2 separate regions of the Mus musculus genome follow, and region 2 is linked to region 1. Evidence: chromatin contacts called from public Hi-C data. All regions are on one chromosome and are shown on one strand. Each heading gives the region's core, a stretch centred on a gene start, on an enhancer-like site or on the middle of the called end of the contact. The rest is flanking DNA. Distances are from core to core; before and after follow the strand shown.

Evidence for each region. A called contact is a pair of places that touch in the nucleus more often than the background predicts.
Region 2: a contact with region 1 is called in a Hi-C map of uterus, with 5 times the contacts expected there. The contact joins two enhancer-like sites. A contact is called at or near these places in 4 of 39 promoter capture datasets (embryonic stem cells, liver, neural stem cells and 1 more), 2 of 484 Hi-C or Micro-C datasets (both in uterus) and 2 of 115 datasets of contacts at active chromatin or transcription factors (differentiating embryonic stem cells and embryonic stem cells).

Annotation. Positions count from the first base shown.
Region 1 is chr6:97,578,533-97,585,414 of GRCm38.p6, forward strand. It overlaps LOC115486428 (a long non-coding RNA gene), which reads left to right and starts at 763. Exons shown (of 2, transcript XR_001785333.2): 1 at 763-1,877. It also overlaps a transcript of Frmd4b not described here. Within about 2 kb of position 4,414, at least 19 of the 459 cell types and tissues checked have an H3K27ac peak or open chromatin away from gene starts, as enhancers often do. A contact at or near this core is called in uterus, where this site is marked.
Region 2 is chr6:97,736,360-97,742,774 of GRCm38.p6, forward strand. No RefSeq gene overlaps it. Among named protein-coding and RNA genes, the nearest start is that of Gm24565, 9.1 kb to the left of the region's middle. Within about 2 kb of position 4,377, at least 15 of the 459 cell types and tissues checked have an H3K27ac peak or open chromatin away from gene starts, as enhancers often do. A contact at or near this core is called in uterus, where this site is marked.

The DNA of each region.
Region 1 (6,882 bases), core at 3,164-5,663:
CATCTAACTAATCTTGGCAGCAGTAGCTGCTCAGTAATCGTCAGTCCCTTGTATTTAAGGTTTCCGAAATGTCCCAGTAGGAAAGGAGCTTGCACAGCTTCTGAGCGAGTATGGGTGACCAGATGTCCACAGGGCTAGACTCAAATTAGGCTTGCATCTCTGGGCCAGATCCTGTTTTACAAGCATCTAAGTACCCTGCCACTTAGGCTTTACCTAAGTTCACCTCTAGCCTCTTGGCACAAAGAAATAATCAGGAAGTTGTCACCATATGCTTTGGACTTCCCCAAGCAGAGCATGTCTGCATATTACAGACCAGTCCCCAGGGTAGATTTTATCTATAGAAAGAGCGAAACATAAATTCTGCCTCACATTTGTAGTGACACATGGTTATTTGTAGTGACATAGCTACTTATCAAAAAACTGGCCTCAAATGAGGACCCAGAGCTATGATTAGATGTCACTCCAGGTGACATCACTTCTGTCTCAGGAAAGGTGAGTAGACAGATCTCTTTCCTTTACTCTGCCTTTCTGTCACTTTGCTTCTGGCCTTTGAGATGACAGCTTTGAGGTGGGGCTGCTGGGATGCAGGGGACAGAAAACCCCCCTTCACATGAACACTTGTGCGCGCGTGCGCGCACACACACACACACACACACACACACACACACACACACACATACACACACACACAGAGACACAGTTTATGTATGGCCAGTCCAGAGCAGTCCCATGTGACTAAACCTGCCTGTAGTAGCTACGTTTTATGGGTTAAAAAGGAATTTCAAACCGAGTTCAGAGAAGGAAGCCAACTTAGATTTGGAAGCAGTGTTTAAAAGGTGGCTCCAAATTCTGGCGCTCTCACATCTTCACTGGAGGCCTTGAGGGAGTTTCTTTCACTGCCCAGTCTGTCAGTGTCCATGGTGGGCGGTGGGATTAACAGAGGTGCCCAACATACAGATGGCTGTGGGCATACAAAGCTGCTATATAGAAAGAACCTGAGTCAGATTGGTGGCTTCTATGGTGGCTGTATCCTATTGCTCTACCAAAGGGGCAGCAGATAGGGCAAAACACACCTGTGCCTACATTATTGACCCAACTGGGAATTGCTCTCAAGGAAAAATTTCAAGGCTGCTTACCAAAATAATGAAAGATTAATTTCCATCATGTCACAGTAGAATTTTACCTAGTCAAAAGAAAAGTTTCCTGTTTCATTGAGTACACTGTAGCTCTGTCCTGAGGCTCAGAGATCACAGCAGAGGAGGGAGCAGAAAGAGTTTAAGAGCCAGAGGCATCTGATGACTATGAGAAGAGAGTGTGTTCCAGATACAACAGGGCTAGTACACACATGACTGCACGTGACTGTGACTACAAGGGCAGGATCAGTGCAAGCTCAGGTCAAATCCCAGCACAGAGAGGGGAGGTGGGTACAAAGCTCACTCCTGGACATAGAGCTAATGGCAATCGTTAGCTGCTGGGAGGAAAGACAGTTTTCTCTAAGCGTGCATGCAGTCCCCGGTAAGTGGACCACACTCAAGTGGAAGACTACACCACCAAGAATATTTGGATAGCACAAACTGGTAATGATATATTCTTAAAGGACACAGGCTACCCAAGTAAGGCAGGGAACTGGGGGTTATCATAGATGAGTTGGGAGGGTGAGGGGCGAATATGATCAAATAGCATTGTACAAAACTCTCAAAGAACTAGTAGAAAAATTTAAGGGATCAGATGGTTACAGTTTTACTCAGAGCTTCAATCTACCTTTGAACTTTTACGTCTTCAGGGATAGTGGGACAACCACTTCACACGTGGATTTAAGCATTTGTGAAATAAACCTGACAGCCAAGCCAGAAGAAGTCCCTGCATGGAGAGTGGAGGTAGGCATGAAGTCCCGCCTCCAGCAGAGGAGCTATTGGTGATTGACAGTTGCTGGGAAAGAGAGAGAGAGAGAGAGAGAGAGAGAGAGAGAGAGAGAGAGCCAATTTTAAGAGCATAGCCACTGGCAAGTGGACCATGTTCCAGAGGAAGGCGGTGAATTGGAGAACATTTGAATGGCAGAGATAGGCCCACATGGGTTTAAGGAGTGTGGCCTAAGGTTGGGTGGATAGGGAAGTGGGGTGGATTTGAGAGGAGTTGGGGAGTATGAATATATCCAAAACACATCATTATATCCTCAAGGAACTATATAAATATTCCGAAGACACATAAAAAGTGACTCATACTTTTTGTTTATAGCCAGTACACAAAGTAGAAGAACTATGTTCAAGACAGCTTGTTCAGGAGTGACTCTTGAAGCCTGACAGCTAAACATTATTTGGCAGAAATTAAATGCAGTCCAAGAGGATAAGGAAGCAAGACCATGGCTTCTGACCCTGGCTGAACAGAGCAGCTTGCTTCAAGTGTTCAAGTAGGAGAAAGGATATTTATGTGAGAAGTTGGCTTCCCAGGACTCCATACTTTCTGTTTCAGTGTAGTAAGTGGAGGAACACAGTCATTCATGAAGATCTGTATTCCCTTCAAGACTCGGGGCTTTAAAAAAAAAAAGGACCATATATTATAGACTCCTTTTTCTCACTGTTCTAAGTAATCTTTGGTTGTTTCCCAGAACTTGGGTCTGGTCTATGACTCCCCAGATTTCTTCTCTCTCCTGGATTAAAATAGTCATGAGCAGACTGTAAACATGGGCTGTTCCTGGCTTTGCAGAGCCATTATCATATCCGTATACCTCTGTTTTGGCTTTGTGTTTTGCTTAGTACTGGGGTGGGTACCCAGGGCCTTGTGCATTTAAGGTAGGGACCCTTCTACTAAGCCCTAGCCCTTACTCATACTTTCAAGTAAGGGCTGATAGAGGACACACCAGGGTAACTAAGACAAACGTATAAAGGCCCCTCCAACTGCAGCTCTGTGTGTAGGAGTGAAAAGTTAGGAAGACTCTAAATGCCCATCAGGACGTGATACAGCATGACTTTTAATATCTATTTGCAAAAATAAGAACACAATATGAGTGTTCTACAGAACTGAAAGACACACATATACTTACACATACACATATGCATAGACTACCACACACACATACATTATCTGAGAACTTAAAATCCATACTCACTTCCTGAGAGAGAATCTCAGTGGCAGAGGCTAAAGGGAGGTAAATTTTCTACTAAGTAAACAGATAGCTCATTGTATATGTATGTACCTCACTCATCTTCTAAAAAATTAAGCCAAAATCATGGCTAGTATGTAATTCATTTTGTCTGTGGATATTAAAAAATAGACCTTTAACATGCTAAACAATCTCTCTCTCTTTCTCTTTCTCTCTCTCTCTCTCTCTCTCTCTCTCTCTCTCTCTCTCTCTCACACACACACACACACACGCACGCACGCACGCGCACACACACACACACACACACGCACGCACGCACACGCACATGCATACACAGCACTTATGCTTTTCTGTTCTCAGTGTCTTTACAAGGCTGATGTCTATACTGGAGTCTCCCAGAGGATGGACAACAAGGGATCCATTGTCAGTAAATGTAACCAAAGTTTCTCAAGTGTCCCAATCAGTGACCTTTCTTCTGCTGCGGGATGTTTGCTTTGATGCTACCTTGCAAAGCAAGGGGACGACCTGCAGCATTTGTCTTATAGGGTGTGGTCACTACAGCGCACACTCTTCCCAGCTCAGACACCAGTGTACAGCAGCAAAATCACCTTCTTTTACTCTTAGAAAAGAGTGCATTTTAAGTATCTTGATTAGAAGTGTATTTACTCATCTGTCACTCAACTGTGTCTCAACTTTCTCATCGTTAAAATGGGCCTGATAGCATCTATGATGAGGTTCAAGAGTTAAAACTAGATGTCCTAGGGCCAGGGGACAGCTGTTGGGAAAGTACTTGTTTTGTAAGTATCGGGACCTGAGTTTGAGCCCTGGGACCCACATTAAAAAAAAAAAAAAAAAAAAAAAAGACAGATGTGGGAGTTCATACTTGTAATTCTTATGCTGGGGCAGTACAAACAAGCAGGTCTCTGGGACTCAGCTGGCCTAGTTGGTAATTTTCCAAGCTAGTGGGGGACCCTATCTACACAGGTGCATACACACACACCCCTCTCCCCCTCACAAAACCCAAACGAACAAGACACTGGATTCAGTCTATCACATGTGTCTTGAAGGTCAAGCCCAAGATGCTGATGTTCCCAAGATGAAGCAAAGATCAGTACTGAGGGCACCCGGAGCCAGGTGGAGCAATTGTGGGTTGCATGTCAGTCAGACCTGTTTGTCTGAGGCCAGAAAGGCCTGTAGAGGAAGAGTAGAGGTCAGGGGCAAGGAGACACAGAGGCCATCCTGGTCGCCATGGCCCCGGGAATGTTTTTCAGGCTTGGGAAAGATTCGAGCCAGCTGTCAAGGAGGCGGCTCTTATCTATGGCTCATTGGTTGCTGCAGAGACCACGCTATTTGTAAACACTGCAGGACTCCCAGGGACTGCTCCTTGGATTTGGTGTTCATCCACCAGCTGCCTTCCCCGCAGGATCCTCTCATGTAATAAAGAAAAAGTGTGAGGAGACTGTACCCAGGAGGCTCCCACAAGAGCATCACAGCTATGTCAGATTAAAAAACCCGCAGCATGTGGAAAAGAACTTTACCCTCATCTACAAATTTCCTGAGGTGCGAAAAAGCCAGTTCAACCATAACATATCTGCAGATACATTGATTGGGAGCCTAATGATACTTAGTGTGTCCTCTGTGGGTCAGAATCGCGCTGTCATAAGAAGCGATTTTTGTGGGTACTAACCCAGCTTGGGGAGGCTGATAGTGGAAACATGCCTTAAATAAAACAAAAAAGGTGACACAGGGCATGTTGACACAGGACACTGATCCCAACACTCAGGAGTTAGAGGCCGATGAATCTCTTTTGAGTTCCAGGTTAGCTTGCTCTACATAGTCCTGTTTACAGGCCAGACAGAGCTAGTGAGACTGTCAGAGAGAGAGAGAGAGAGAGAGAGAGAGAGAGAGAGACAGAGACAGAGACAGAGACAGAGACAGAGACAGAGACAGAGTCAGAGATGATCAGAGAGACAGACAGACAAAAAGAGAGACAGAGAGACAGACAGAGAGACGAAGATAGAAGTCTCTTGACTTCTTAGAATCCTCTGAACATTTTCACTAACCCTAACTACAAGTCTTTACTGAAAATAGAGGTCTGCACACATGCTTATCCTATTTCTTTCTGTTAGACATGTTACTGTCCACCACAGCTTATGGCATCCCAAACTCCTGAGAGGTGGTGATTCAGAAGTTTTCTATCGCAAACATCTCCAGGCATGGGGAGGGACACAACATTTTGTAATTCACTGGCTGTGCAGCAGTGACTCTTCAGATGACAATGGTGATAAAGATTAGATGAAGCACACTTTGTATTCAGGAGCTGAGCAACTGGGCTCATGATCTTTGGCCTACTATTTCAAAGCCCGGGATTGCATCTGAAGGAACTAAAGTCGACGCGTGCGAAGATTAACTCGTTAAAGGTGCTTTATCTTGGGAGCTACGCAAACATCCATCATTACTTAAGGAATAAGCAGCATGAGGTCAGAGGCGGGGATGCAGCTGAGTTGGTGGAGAGTTTCCCTAGCCTTCATGAAGCCCTAGGTTCAGTCCTCAGCACTGTAAATGGGAATTAGTAGTCAAGTCCCAGAGCCCTGGGGAGGTAGAAGCCGGAGGATTAGAAGTTCAAGGGAATATTCAGCTATAGAGAGAGTTTGAGGCCAGCCTGGGCTAGAGATCTTGGCAATAGATAGATAGATAGATAGATAGATAGATAGATAGATAGATAGATAGATAGATAGATAGATAGAGTGGCTGATCTATAATATGGGATGCTCAGCAATAAATTCTGAGTGCCCAGAATGGGTGAACCCCTTATTTTTTGTAATAGTAAATGAAGTAGGACAGATACAGAGGCCCACACACTGTAGGATCCAACTAACCTGACAAACCCAGAAAGGAGAGACCCAGAGTGCAGACTGAAGACTGACTGGATCTGGCATGGGTGGGGATAGGACCAACTATGATGGTTACAGGTTTCTTTTGTAACAAAAGAAAAACGTTCTAGCATCAGGTGATGACTGTTAACATTGCTTAGAACACACTAAAGATTGTTGAACTATACACTTTATATGGGTCAATCTTATGATCTATAAATTTTATCTCAAGAAACCTGCTATAAAAATCATTCATCTCATTGTTGGCTTAAATGGGGGAAAAGCCTTAAACAGCCAAAATAGAGTTGGGCAAGGTGCTGTGAGCCTCATCTCATTTTGCAGATGAGGGCAGTAAATTTGGAATAGGGCACTTACTTTACCCCAGGACACAAAAGGGGACAGCTGCTCACAGCAACTTTTGTCTCCTTAGCTGGTGGTCTGAAAAGTGGGAAGTGGTCACCCTGTGAGAGCTAGGCATTGTGGGAGTAGAGAACCCTCCAACTCCCATTTCTGTAATGGATTTCAGACTTTTAAAACTTCTGTTGGAGGTGTTTCATACTCTCTCTCCCCCCCTCTCTCCCCCCCCTTCTCTCATTTTCTGCTAGCTTCTTGTAAGGCACTATTCTAAGGGCTCTACATACAAACATTTAATTCTCACAACAACCCTCTGAAAAGGCTAAGAAAGAGTCTTTGGTCTTACAAATTATCCCAATACTTTCACTAGAAATAGTACACTAGAGCAGTAATGCACACACATCTATATTATGCTGGAACAGTAATGCACACACAGCTATGGTATACTGGAACAGTAATGCACACACAGCTATGGTATACTGGAGCAGTAATGCACACACAGCTATGGTATACTGGAACAGTAATGCACACACAGCTATGGTATACTGGAACAGT
Region 2 (6,415 bases), core at 3,127-5,626, 160 kb after region 1:
GGTTCTGTTCTCTCTGATGAGACTGAAATCAACGTGGATGAACTCGATGCCCCTGATGAAGCACCATCAGGCCACACAGAGATCAGGCAGACTGGAGGGAGACACCCAGAGGCTGACTTGCCACCATGCCAGGAGGTGACCCAGAGGCCTGTCAGCTGTGTGGCCTGTCTGCACTACAATGTGCAAATGTGTGGTGGACAGGTGGGAGACAAAGAGAAGAGGAACAGTTTGAGAATTATGAAGAGAGATGGAACTGGGGACAGGAGAGTGGAAAGGAACAACCTACTGTGAGTAGCCAGCCTAAGGCTATTGTGAAGTCCCAACCTGTGCCACCACTGAGGGCCAGGTCTGGGTCAGTGGCTATCCAGCAGCAAAAATCAGTTTCAATGTCCAGTGCCCATATTACCACTAGGCACCACGGACATTCCTGGTCTGGGCAGCCACCTGGGACCATGTAGCTGTCTAAGGGCTGTGCAGAACTGGTTGGTGATGCTCCTTGCCAGCTGCAGCACTCAGGAGAGCTGGCCCCACCTCCCACCACTGGCAGCACTCAGAGTCATGAGAGCAGGTGAGCTGTACCTGCCCCTCACCCGCTGCATTGCTCAGGGGAGCAGGCTAGGTGGGCACCTCCCCTGGGCGGCACAGTAGAGCTGGCCCTAGTTTCAGGGTACAGGTGAGCCAAACCCAAGGGTGAAAGCAAGGGAGAGCTGGCCCTGCCACTCCTCTGCTGGGCATGAGCATGAAGTGGCATGAGCTCAGTGGTGATGCCTCCCATACTGTGATAAGATATTTTCTAGGCTTGCTTTATTTATCTGTTTGTTTTGTTTGTATTGTTTTCTTTTGGGGGAAAGGTTGCAAGGGTGGAGGGTGGATATGGGGGTACAGGGAGATGAATGGAATTGGGGTGCATGATGTAGAATCACTAAAAAGTTTTACAAGCTGTTAAAAACAATTTATGCATTTTAGTTATATATCCTTGTTTTCAGCATGAAGAAATCTTACACCACCCTGTCTCATCCCACCAAACACTTAAATCATCTCTTTGTTCAGCATATCGAGACTGTATATGCTACTCTCCTTCTACAAACTCTATCATCCTGCTTAACAGACCAACTAACTCACAGGTTCACAATGCTTTTGTTAAATAAACCTTCCTTTACTTCATAATGACCCCAGCAGTCCAGAATACCAACTGGCGAGCTCATTTCAGGATATTATTATAGTCGTTATGCTTGGTTATTATTGTTGTTGATTTCTTCTTGTGCTTAACTTATAGTTTATTTTGGGCATGCCTGTGTGTATGGGGTGGGGGTTATAGTATAGATTGTGGTGCTCTCTGTGGTCTCGCAGGCCTGCTGAAACATACTCTGCACCAGTGAAGGAAGAGCACTAGGTTCGTTTCCTTGTAGCTGTGTGTGACTGGGATAGCAGCTTGGGTCTTCCAGCCATCAGCATCTCTTCCTTTACAGTGAGTTGCTGTCTTCATAATGCACTGTAGTCACAAGCGTGAAGGCCCATGACTTGTGACCTGCTCTGTGGGTTAGACCTGTTCACCAAGAGGGAATTACATAAGGTGTGGTTCTTGGGACCTTTGAAGGATTATCTGCCATAGAACCTTTCTGCAATCCTGACGGAGACATTACTTTTCTTTGGCAGGATTGAAATCAGGTTAATCCAGACATTTCCTTATACTCTGTATATCAGGGATACACACTAGCTTTTGTGGGATGAGGTACACATACCTGTTCATGTACATGTGTGCACGCATGTAGAGGCTACAGGTAAGCACTGGGTATCTTTTATTGCTCTCTACCTTGTTTTCTGAGGCAAGTCTCTCACTGAACCTGGAGCTTGTGGATTTGGCTAGGCCAGCTGACCGAGTATGTGCAGGGATCAGCTGTCTCCGATCCCCACCCCCCCAGCCCAGCCCTGGGGTCACAACTGCTGCAGCACTGAACTTTTACATGGTTTCTAGGTTTTGAACTCAGGTCCTGGTGCCTGAGAGGGAAACCCTTGACGAGCTAAGCCATGTTCCCCAGACATTCAGGCGTTTGTTATTTATTTGTTTTGTTACCTAACTATCTATTTTGAAAGTTAGATTGTACCTTCTTGCCCAATTTCTCTCACCTCCACATTTCCAAACAAAAACGTAAGAACGACACCATCTTTACAGTTATTCCTGTGGCTCTCAAGGTAGGCCCTGATTAATGTGTCTTGTCTGCTTGTCTTGGTGGCCTTTGGCAAATGGCTCCATTGCACTAAACTTTGGTGTCCTTGCATGTAAAATGGGGATTAGAAGGCATGCTAAAGCTAAGCTTTGGCCCCTTAGTGAGGCTCCAGTGACTCCCCATGTCCTGAAATGAGTTTTAAGTCTTTGTTCATGCTTTCTCGGCCCAGAAGATCTCTCTGCTTCCCCATCCGTTCATCCTTTCCCATACAACAGGCCAACTCTGAGTCCCACTGCAATGACTCCATCACCCAGCTCTTCTCACTGTCTCCACAGTTTCATTTGCTGCTGCCCAGCCTCGAATGAGCCTGCAGATCCATGAGCCACGAGTCCCTCAAGGGTTAATAAGGCCACAGTGCCTTTCTAGACCTCTGTACTCTGCATCTTCCTCACCTTGCTGTCCTTGCTCTGCAGCAGAGGTCATCTGAGTCTTTTCAGAAACTTGTGGCACATTTATCCCCATGTCCTCAGGCAGGGTGCCAGGTCTGGGGAGGCAGAGTCCTCGATTTCCTACTCCTCCTTACTCTCTGCCTGATATGGTTGCTGAGTGAAATGGCATCGTTTTATGACATGCATGTACATTGGATATGCAACATTATACATAGGCACAGCTCCTGAGATATGGTTGATCTAAATAATAAAGACAGAAGACAGTATGAAAAAAAAAATGTCAAAACAGTTTAATATTCAAAGAAAACACAGCTGGGATTCCAACCAGAATAAACAGAGTGAGGATTCTGAATTCTCTCTTAACCACTAACATCTTTACCTTCTCTTGTTTTTCTTTTTAATAAAGAAGAGAAAATGTTACCTTTTAATAAAGAAGAGAAAATGTTACCTTTTAATAAAGAAGAGAAAATGTTACCTTTAGGCATGGTCTCAGTGTGTAGTCCTGGCTGGTCTGGGACTCTCTATGTAGACCAGGCTGGCCTTGAATTTGCAGTCATGCTCCTGCCTCTGCCTCCTTGGTAAGGAGATTGCAGGCAGGTGCATCTCACCTCAGTTTTTAATTTTATTTTTATCTGTTTGTTAGTTCTTAAAGGAAAGATTAAGGAGATTTGTGGCAGAAACACTCCAATTTTTGTTTGGCACACAAGTCAATTGAATTGAAATAATAACAAAATCGATTGGGGATGTTATTGAAGATTCGTGCCTGTAAAAGAATTGAGAGAATGCCTCTGTTCAATCAGCTTTAAAAAGAAAAAAAGCTGTTCTTAGGGTTGGTCAGCTGGCTATGCTGTAAAGTGACTGCCATAAAACAAGGAGGACCTGAGTTCAATTCCAAGCACACAATAAAAAAGCAACAGTGTGTGCCCTGCCAGCCGAGTCAGCTCTGGGGGAGACAATACAGCAGGATGCCTGGGACTCGCTGCTCAGCTAGCCCAACCAAGTCACTCTAGTTCAGTGAAAGGCTCTGACTCAAAAAATAAAGAGAAAGAGTGATAAAAGACACACACACACACACACACACACACACACGAATAAAACTATTCTCATCTGTACAAATTAATCTATATTGCCAAAAAATAATACTGACTTATTGAAATCAATTTGGGATATTTAGAGAATCAGTTGAAGATAATCATTTTATTTTTCTTTTCCAAAGGATTGAACCAGCTGCTTCTGTAGTAATAAGAAATAAGCGATGCCTAATTATTTTTTTGACTTGAATTTGCTGCGGGGGAAGGGAAAAGGCAAAAAGTTAAAAAACCCTTTGTCAGACACTGCCACCTGCTGGCATACTTTCCAAAGTGCAACTTCATTCTCAGCGCAACTAATTCGTTGCTCCAAATTCCAGTTATTAAAACTCCTGTAAAAATTACAGGAATTGAAATTAGCATTACATTTGAATACTATTTAGTTCTAAATAAAATCAAATCTACCAAAAATGTTGAATGTACTTTCTGTAATGCAAAAATACCATTTTCATATTTTTAATTTTTCTAGTTTTCCATTAAAAAATTATCCCTATCATTTACCCATCTTCATGAGATTAAATTAGCAAAATCTAACAGCCTGGAGGCCTGCCCTACCGACGGTTTACTAGATGAGGGCTAAATTACTTTAATTTTCTTGGTCAAGTGCCCCTCACAGCGCTGGCTCTTCACGCCATGTGGACTTAATAAAAGCTGACAAGTGAGACCGGAGCCGAGGCTGTTCAGCACGGGAAGTGTTGCTGAATGCAGAGCCTGGTGATTCAGACACTGTCGGTAGCAGCTCCCGCCTTTGTGGACATTCATTCATTAAACAGGAAACTTTGAAGGTCATTCCTATGGAAGTGCAGACAGAAGATCAGAACCTGGGACGGTGAGAAAGGATCTTCAGGCTCTTCTTCAGGAAGAGCCAAGAGTCATGTGCGTTCTCTGAACTACCGCTTTCCCGTCGTTCCTGAGTTGGAAAGCAAGTTCTCTTGGTTTCTCTTGATTAACAAGGCTTCGCTAGCATTGTGTGCGCTACCACGCCTGGAGTTAATTGTCCTCAGGGCAGCTTTCTCCATCAGTGTTCTCTGAGTTACACTGGCCTCTGGAGGAATGACTTGGCCTCAGGCGCTGTGGCTCAGTAGTGTGAGTTCCATCGTGCCCAGCTCCTCCGTGAGAGTGGTGGGAGTGCTGGCTCCATGATCAGCCTCTTAACACAGAGACAAAGATTGCTTCTGTGAGCTCCCTGATAATATATGGTTGTATGTCTCACGTGGCTATATATGTTTTTGTCTCCAAAGCACCCCTAAGCTTTCGTGGGAATTTTCGAGTGGTAACTGGGAAGATGGCTCTGTCAGTGAAGTGTTCTTTTCATAAACATGAAGACCTGAGTTCTTTCCCCAGAACCCACATAAAATTGCTCCACGTGGTGGGGCAAGCTTGTGACCTCAACACAAAGGAGGCAGAGACAGTCGATGAGGGGCTCAGCCGCCAGACATTCCGGCCTAACTGTCAAGGTCCGGGAGCTGTGCTAATAAAGACACTAACCTAAAGGAGTTGGGAGGGGACGTTTCTGAGGATGGTACCCAGGACTGCCCTCTGGCCGGGACACGAACACACACGTACACACACGTGCACGCTGTTAAAGATCTGAAGGGGGGCACTGCATGGTTGTGGGGTTGAATGAAGGTAGGCAAAGTTGCAGGTGCCGAGTGCCTGATTCCCACATAGGTTAATTTCTGTGAAAGGATTAGAAGAGAGGGCAAAACTATTAGCAAAACAAGATGGTGACTATGATCTGGATCTGGGAATGTGATCGTTGTGGTCCACCTAGAGGCTGGCAACCTCTTTCTTAGCTGGTCTCCAGTAGCTCCTGTAATTACCCTGCTAATGTTCTTGCCTGTTATGGAAACCACAGTGCTTCATTTGCCTGGGGGGAAGTGGGCTGTGACCTTCGAGTCCATCAAGGTTTTACCAACAGCCCTTCACTACCAACAGAATAAAATGCTTCTATGTCAGTCAAGGACTTGTAGCCCAGAGTTTAGAGGGCACATCTTCAGTAAAGTAACAGAGAGCTGAGGAACGCCCATAAGGCTGAGGGAAGTGTGTAAGCACTCCTTCCTATTCATTTATTTAACTGGAAAAATAATGTAACTAAAAAGAAATTCAAAATAGGGGGAATATAGTCAAATACATATTTTTAAAATGCACAGCAAAATCCATTATTGGGCATAAGTGATATATACTAATAAATTTTTTTAAATAAAAATGTACACCTTCACTGTTTGTTTGCTTCTTGAGATAGGGTCTTATATAGTCCAGGCTGACCTTGAACTCATAGAGCTGAAGATGAGTTGGAATTTTGGATCCTCCTGCTTCTACCTCCTAAATACTGGGATTATAGCCAGGAGACATTACACTTAGTTTGTGCAGTCCTGGGAATTGAATCCAGTTTGCATGCTAGGCAAACATTTACCAACTGGCCCTCAGTCCCAATCCTAAACTAATTAAACATTAGCTGCTGTCTAATTTTAAATCATTGTATTTAGTAAAGTACGTGATAAAGAGGGAAAAGGCCACAGGCTACGGAATCTGAAAGTCTTCGCTGTAAATTTTTCTTGGATGATCTTAAGATATGATCTTAGAGAATTAAAGATCTGCTGAAAGTTCTAATTTTTGATTATGTAGTATTCCAATATGAATCCTGGCATTGCTGAGAGAGGCATTGAAGTCAGCAAGAGGATTCTGTGAAGAAAAGGGTCCTGTCTCC